Regions from separate parts of the Sus scrofa genome. Here region 1 is linked to region 2. Evidence: chromatin contacts called from public targeted proximity ligation data. All regions are on one chromosome and are shown on one strand. The core of a region is the stretch at or near the end of the contact, and the rest is flanking DNA. Distances in the headings are between cores, read along the strand shown. Region 1 overlaps ANAPC1 (anaphase-promoting complex subunit 1). Region 2 overlaps MERTK (tyrosine-protein kinase Mer).

What was found.
Region 1: a targeted proximity ligation map of alveolar macrophages shows a contact between it and region 2. A contact is called at or near these places in 1 of 47 Hi-C or Micro-C datasets (embryonic fibroblasts) and 1 of 2 datasets of targeted methods (alveolar macrophages).

The regions. Positions count from the first base shown.
Region 1 is chr3:44,529,417-44,533,793 of Sscrofa11.1, forward strand. ANAPC1 (anaphase-promoting complex subunit 1) reads left to right here. Exons shown (of 48, transcript XM_021087035.1): 14 at 3,252-3,386. Among named protein-coding and RNA genes, the nearest start is that of ANAPC1, 48 kb to the left of the region's middle.
Region 2 is chr3:44,354,065-44,357,944 of Sscrofa11.1, forward strand. All of the region lies in intron 18 of MERTK (tyrosine-protein kinase Mer), which reads right to left. Among named protein-coding and RNA genes, the nearest start is that of TMEM87B, 28 kb to the left of the region's middle.

The sequences.
Region 1 (4,377 bases), core at 750-3,249, 180 kb after region 2:
GTAAGAGTTGAAAATAAAGTCTTCAATTTAGGTTGGGTCTAATTTGGAGTCTAGGATTCACTATCAGATGGATTGGCACTGTGAACACAGTGCAGTTGGGAAACCTTTAATGAGTATAGATGGATTATTAAATAAAAAGGAAGAGAAATTAACTGAAGTTTTATAAAGAATATAGTTTTAAAATTAATGTCTGGGTAGATTTGTTAAGTCTCAAAGTTTTAGTAAAGTTGCATTATGTTAAATGTATAGTAGGAGTTCCTGTGGTTGTGCAGCGGGATTGGCAGTGCCTTGGGAGCGCTGAGACACAGGTTCGATCCCTGACCTGGCACAGATCTGGTGTTGCTGCAGCTGTGGCTTGGGTCACAGCTATAGCTCGGATCTGATCCCTGGCCTGGGAACTCCATATGCTGTGGGGTGGCCAAAAAAAAAAAGTATGGTGTTTATGTTGGCTGTATTATTTTAAATAGTTGTGAAGTTTATATACAGAATAATGTAAATTTTGCAAATTTAAATTATGAAATTTAAATTCAACTTGAAGAATGAGGCAAACATTCGTATAACCACTACCCAGGTTAAGATGCGGACTGTTGCCAATATCTCTACAGTCTCCTGAGTGTGCTTTCCACGTTGCGGCCTCACCGCCCAGAGGTGGACAGTACCCTTACTTGCAATCAATCCCCTCTCCCTCCACCCTTTTTTAGCCTTGCCATTGGCACGCAGAAGTTCCTGGGCCAGGGATCGAACATAGGCCACAGCAGTGAAGGGTGGATTCTTAACCCTCTGAGCCAACAGGAAACTCTTCAGTCCCCCTTTTTAAAAATTAATTGTTTTTCACAATTGTGTATCACTAAGTAGTAAATTGTTTAGTTTTTCTTTGTTTTTGAATTTTCATGTAAAGGAAACATACCACATACTCTTCTCTGACGAGACCATTTTGCTCAACATTCTATTATTTTTAGATTTACATATGTCAATGTGTAGCTCTTGTAGACCTGTTCACTGTTACATAGTTTTCCATTGTATGATTATACCAAAACTTTACCAGCCACTATGGTTGTTTTGTTGTTTCTGCTGTTTTCTCTAATAATGCTTTAAAAAGTTTTTTTTTTTTTTTAAGATACATGTCTTCTAGCCTTTAGAATATATTCATATTCAGCTTAGCCATGTGGTGCCAAATCGTATCAGGGTTGCAAGGTTGTACAGCAGTGTATGAGAGTTCTCAAAGCTTTTTTATATTCTTGCTAATCCAGAGTACTGTTAATTTTTTTCTCCCGTATTTGTGCCTCATTACAGCCAAGTAAGACTGGAAGGCTCCCCACCTGGCCTTTACTGACAGGCCTGAGGGGTAGGGTGCAGTATTTTCCCTTGATGTTTGTCTGGAGTAGGTTGGTTATTGTCTAGAAGTTTTCTATCTTGCTAGGCCATTCCTTTCCTGATTCTTTGGCCAAGGAGAGCAGGATTTCTTGGCTCTTTTTCTTATCTGCTCCCATAGTGAGATTGGGGTCTGCCTCAACTTCCACACTGCCTAGAGGCCAGTTTCTGAACTGAATGGTGTTACAGACCATTGTTTAGTTCTCACATCTTTTACTGTGTCATTTTTGGTGAGTTTCACACATGAGTCTCTCAGAGGCCTGCCCAGAATTTCATATACATATTTAGAAAGTTCTTTTGTCTATTTCCTTTCTCTCCATTCCTCCCCTCATTCCCCAGTTGGGACAGAGAGGGGTTACTGCCTTGTTATTGCAGGGTGGGGATAGAATACAGTGCTCCACCCAGACTCTGGAAGAGAAGGGGAGAGGTAGGTGCTTTATTATTGTAGAGCCTGGGTGAAGGCCAGACTCTTCCCCTGGGCAGGGGCTGCGCACCGTGGGGAGGTGGAGAGGGGCTGCCTGGTGATGATGAAAGCAGGGCTTTGTCCACAGTCTCTGGCTGCAGTGCCTGCAGAGCTGAGATGTAGGATAGGCCTGCCCCTCTCTGTGTGGACCAGGGCGCCACCTAGTCCTCGCAGGTGGGATGACAGGACCCCGCCCTCTGTCTCCATCCATGACTCATGAACAGGTGGGCACTGAGGGCCGTGGCTTTTTCCATGTGTTTGCCTGAAGTGGGGCAGGCATGGGGAAAATGTTTCTTCCCTGCTTCTTCACTCTTCCCAACCAAATTTTGGCAAAAAGAGTAAGGTTTCCCTGGGTCCTTTTGGTCTGTGCCTGTGGGCATTTCTGGGTTGCGGACCTTTGAGAGGCCAAGGCCTGGTTATGAGGGAGTTAGAGAAACACAGACAAAAAGCTCAGGAATTCCATAGGTCATTCCTGGTTCTCAGGTCCCTAGCCAGTCAGTCTTTTTTCCCTACCACATAGAGTCTTCTGTTAGTTTCATCATCAATTCATATGTTTTGTGGTAGTGGTAATTAGTGGGAGGAATAGCATGGGATATGCTTACTCCATATTTTTATGACCCAGAGGTGTCTCTGATGGCTTTTCAAAATCTTACATTTACTAGTGCTCACTGTCATTTTTGTTCTTTAATCCTAAGGATTTTATTTGGACAACTTTTGTGATTTTATTAGCTTTCAGGGAGTATATTGACATAAGTATGTATATAGTTAAAATTTCACTTTAGTTCTGAGTATCTCCTTTTAGTCCTTTTAGTCTTTATCTCCTATTAGTCTTTTTAGTTTTCAGCCTGTATGGGTGTGAATTTCTATTGTATTTTTCCTGAGAACCCTATGGATAGCTATATGGAGGAGGAAGCCTTTGAGAGTTTATGACGGAAGACAGGTTGTGAGCTAGAGAGTACAATTTGAATTAGGTTGGATTTAATTTCTTGAGTATCACTTCAGCCTGATTTTTTTGACCCTGAAGAAGTAATTGGTGTTCTTTCTTTCTGCCAGGAGACTAGTTAATAAGATCGATGCTTATAGTCTCTGAAAGCTTAGTGTCCTTGCAGTCTTTATCATCAATAGGGTAGAAAAATGCAAAAAAAGGTCCTTAATAATGAAAAGGACCTGCCAAAAAAAGGTCCTTAATAATGAAAAGAAGGAATCAGGCTAAGAGAATTTATGGCAAGATATTTGTAGTTGGATGGTGGACTGATACATTATTAAAATTTTAATTCTGTTTATTTTTTAGTTGCATTTGGTGAGCATAAACTTTGAAATATTAAAAGAAATAATATGCTTACATGCTGCACTGTTTTATTTAAGAATATGATACATTAAAGCTAATGTCTTTTGGCATGTATTTTATTGTTCAAAGGTGGGAAAGGTTTTTATTCCCGGACTGCCAGCTCCCTCCCTGACAGTGTCCAACACGATGCCTCGGCCCAGCACGCCGCTTGACAGCGTTAGTACTCCTAACCCTCTGAGTAAACTGCTTGGACCCTTGGATGAGGTAAGAAAGGGTTTAGGTGTTGTCGCAAATTAGTTGTGTTTTAAAGAAGTTTGGTCAAATACTCGTTTTTTTCCATGGTTAACCTTTTTTCTGTTTTAAAAATGACAATTGGAATTTTAGCTAATGCTTGTAGAATATAAATATTTTCAAACACAAGTGATTCAGTGAACATACATTGACTTTCCTCATGATGTGTAAGGTACTTTTTGAAGGTACTACAGTGAGGAAAGTGATGCATTCTTTTTCATCTAGGGCTCTCCCAGTTTACTTGGGTGGAACAGATATGCTGTGTGTTTTAAGAAATTATAATTTAAGATAGACTACTAAGGGGAGTTCCCGTTGTGGTGCAGCAGAAACAAATCCAACTAGGAACCATGAGGTGCGAATTCAATCCCTGGCCTTGCTCAGTGGGTTAAGGATCTGGTTTTGCCATGGGCTATGGTGCAGGTCGCAGACGTGGCTCAGATCTGGCAGACGTGGCTGTGGCGTAGGCCAGTGGGTACATCTCCGATTGGACCCCTAGCCTGGGAACCTCCATATGCCGCAGGTGTGGCCTTAAAAAGACAAAAAAAAAAAAAGACAAAAAAAAAAAAAAAGGCTACTAAGGCTTATGAATGAGGAGCAAAGAGTACCATAGGATATTCATTGATTGGAAGATCTATCGTGATGGGGTGATATGGTAGAAGCAGAGCCTCCTCTCTGAGAGACCTGAGGGTAAGTAGGTATGTATAGGTGGAAAGGGGCATTGGGGTAAAGAGAGATCACTGGTGTGGGCTCAGAGGCTCCAGAGTGTGGAACGTTTTTAAGGTGTAATTGTGTCTCCATCTCCTAGCATACAGTAAGACTCAGCACATCTGTGGAATGAGTGAATGCTTATGAAAGTCCATGTAGAGTGTTGGGTGAGGCAGGGCAAAGGATGGGATAATAATAAGCTGTTTTCTGGTGTTATCTGTGTACTAGGCACTGTTCTGAGTGTTTCATATATGTTAAC
Region 2 (3,880 bases), core at 342-2,841:
TTTTTTTTTTTTTTTTTTTTTTTGCAGTGGGAGGCAGTATGTAGAAGTACCTGGGCCAGGGATCAAACCTGTGCACACAGCAGCCACCTGAGCCACAGCTGCAACAATGCTGGATACTTAACCCACTGTGCCACCAGGAAACTCCTCAGATAAAAAGAATTTGGAGATGGAGAGCAGTAAAGGTTGCATGATTATTTCAGTGTCCTTGTCACTCCTGAACCATACATTTAAAAATGGTTCAGATGGTACCCTATTACGTTACGTATATCTCACCAGAACCTAAAATTTGGATTTAAAAAGATGTGATGATGCAGATGGATGGAATTTATAAATGTATGGATTTACCCATATTCTTCAAGCACCTGCTCTGCTCCTGCCTCTGAGCATGGCTCAGCACAGAGCTTCAAGTTGCGTACCATGCGGAGGCGTGTACTGTGCAGGCAGCATATGGGTCTGATCCCAGCGCTGCCCTTAGCCCACAGCGATGCTATCTCACTCCCTCTTGGGGCCTGGGATGCCTCAGATGGGAGTGGAGGGCCTGGGGGAAGCTGGGGGTGAATGGGAGTCCTCGGAGTAGGCGGGGGCGTCAGCTCGTCTCCACTCCCACTGTCGTCTGGTCCCTGAGAGGCTCGACGAATGAAATGGAGAGGTGGGCTGGGGTGGGCAGGTGTGTGAAAAATGAGGGCAGTGCTATGACAGCGGCAGGTGAGTCCTGGGCAGAGACAGCCCCTGCTTCCCGGCGGTCACAGCTTCCTGGCTGGGAAGGGAGGGGGCTGCTCTGTTTCAAAGTACCTGCTATTGCTCCATGAAGGACAAACACATGAAACCTGTCTGTTTGCAGACACCAGGGCCTCTGCTCTTGTCTGTGACCTCTACCTCCTCCAGTAAAAATAATAATCACTGACTCAATAATAAATCATGAGTGTTTACTATTTGACAGCCATCGTGTAAGGTACTTTCAGGGATACTAGCTTGTTCAGCAGCATAACGCACACATAGGTACTGTTATCCCCATTTCTGCAGATGAGGATCCAGAAAGGGTGATGTTGGTCCCAGGACCAGGGTGAAGCTGTGACCCACATCAAGGAATATCTGGCACCACAGCCCATATTCTTTTATTTTCTTTTTCCTTTTACAGCCACACCTGCAGCCTATGGAAGTTCCCAGGCTAGCGGTTAAATCGGAGCTGCAGCTGCTGGCCTATGCCAGAACCACCACAACGCTGGATCTAAGCCCCACCTGTGACCTATGACGCAGCTTATGACAATGCTGGATCCTTAACCCACGGAGAAAGGCCAGGCCACATCCAGATGGATACTATGTCAGCCACAACAGGAACTCCCGCAGCCCATGTTTCTGCCTGGTGGGCAGTGGGGAACCACGGGAAAGATCATGTGTAGCTGCATCCTATGGTCGGGTCATAAATTTTAGAAAAGTTGCTTTGGATGCCACCCAAAGGATGTATTAGGTTCCTGGAGGCGATGAGAAGAATAAGACAGGAGACAGAAGAGCCAGAATCTCCTGAAGGAAACAGGCACCCTGACCCACTCATTTACATTCATTGCGATGTCACTGTGCCAAAGTTCCCACAAGTGTGGCAACCCCAGGCCCTGCCCAGCCCTGGGCTTCTGTGGTTTGCTGGTATAGGCAGAGCCTGTTTTATTGCGCTTAGTTATTATTATTATTATTATTATTATTATTATTATACTTCACAGGCACTGCATTTTTTTTTTTTTTTTTTTACAAATTGAAGGTCAGTGGCAACCCCTACATCCAGCAAGTCTATTGGCACCATTTTTCCAACAGAATTTGCTCACTTGGCATTTGCTGTGTCACATTTCAGTAATTCTCACAATATTTTGAGTTTTTCATTAATATTATATTTGTTAGGGTGACCTGTGATCAGTGATCTTTGATGTTACTGTTATAATATTTCTGAGGTACCACAAACTGTGTCCATGTAAGACGGCAGATTTAATCAGTGAGTGTTGTGTGAATTCTGACTGCCCCCCTAACTGGTCCTTTCTCCTCACTCTCCCTTCCATTCCCCGAGACACAATATTGAAATTATGCCAATTATGTTGCCATGAGCTGCAATGTAGGTTACAGATGCGGCTCAGATCCTGTGGCTGTGGCTGTGTCTGGCAGCTGTAGCTCCAATTGGATCCCTAGCCTGGGAACCTTCATATGCTGCTGGTGTGGCCCTGAAAAAAAAAAAAGTTTCAAAGGACAGGCTGACCCTCTTATTTGGGACTAAGTTAGCAGGCGACTAAGTTGAAGCCAATGCTTGTTTACCATTCTAAAAGTCCTAGGGCCCTTGAGAATGATGTTAAATCTTTTCTTCCTGTGCTCTATAAATAGGACAACAGAGCCTGGATGACAGCATATTCACAACATGGCTTACTGAATATTTTCAGCCCACTGTTGAGACCTACTGCTCAGAGAAAAAGAGTCCTTTCAAAATATTCCTGTTCATTGACAATGCACTTGGTCACCCAAGAGCTCTGATGGAGCGTACAGTGAGACTAATGTTACTTTCATGACTGCTAACATATTCTGCAGCCTAAAGATCAAGGAGTAATTTAGATTTTCAAGTCTTATTATTTAAGAAATACATTTTGTAAAGCTATCACTACCACAGACAGAGCTTCCTCTGATGAATCTGAGCAAGGTAAACTGAAAACCTTCTGGAAAAGATTCAGCATTCTGGAGTTCCTATTGTGGCTCAGTAGAAACGAATTTGACTAGCATCCATGAGGACACAGGTTCAATCCCTGGCCTCGATCAGTAGGTTAGGATACGGCATTGCCATGAGCTGGGGTGTAGGTCGCAGATCAGATCTGACATTGCTGTAGCTGTGGTGTAGGCCGGTGGCTACAGCTCTGTTTCCACCCCTAGCCTGGGAACCTCCATATGCCGTGGGTGCAGCCCTAAAAAGATGAAAAACCAAAAAAACCAAAAAAACAAAAAAACAAAAAAAAAAAAGAAAGAAAAAGATTCAGCATTCTAGATGCCATTAAGAACATTTGTAGGAGTTCCCTAGTGGTCTAGTCATTAAGGACTCACTGCTGGGGCTCAGGTTTGATCCCTGGCCCAGGAACTTTTGTACACCACAGGTGTGGCTGGAAAAAAACTGTAATTCATAGCAAGAGGTGAAAGTATCAATACACACTGAAGTTTGAAAGAAGTTGTTTCCAGTCCTCATGTATGACTTTGAGGGGTTCAAGCCTTCAGTGGAAAAACTGCAGATGTGGTGGAAATAGCAAGAGAATCAGAAATGGAGCCTGAAGATGTGACTGAATTGCTGCAGTTTTATGATGAAATTGTAATGGATGAGGAGTTGCTTGGTTGGGGTGGGGGGTGTGGCACGCCCGTGGCATATGGAAGTTTCTGGGCCAGGGACTGAACCCTCACCACAGCAGTGACAACCCTGGATCCTTAACCCACTGAGCCATAGGAAGGAATTGCTTCTTATGGATGAGGAAAGAAGGAAGTTTCTTGAGATGGAGTTTCCTTCTGGTGAAGATGCTGTGAAGACCGTAGGAATGAGAACAAAGAATTTAGAATATTACATAAACTTAGTTGATAAAGCAGCAGCAGGGTTTAAGAGGACTGACTCCAAATTTTAAGGAAGTTGTACTGTGGGTAAAATGCTATCAAATAGCACTGCCTGCTGCAGAGGAATTGCTGGTGAAAGGAAGTCAATTAGTGCGGCAAACTTCTTTCAAGAAGTTTGTCTTATTTTAAGAAATGGCCATGGTCACCCCCACTTTCAGTAACGGCCACTCTGATCAGTTGGCAACTTCCCCCATCGAGGCAAGATGCTCAAGCAAAAAGATTATGACTTGCTGAAGGCTCAGATGATGGTTTGCATTTTTTA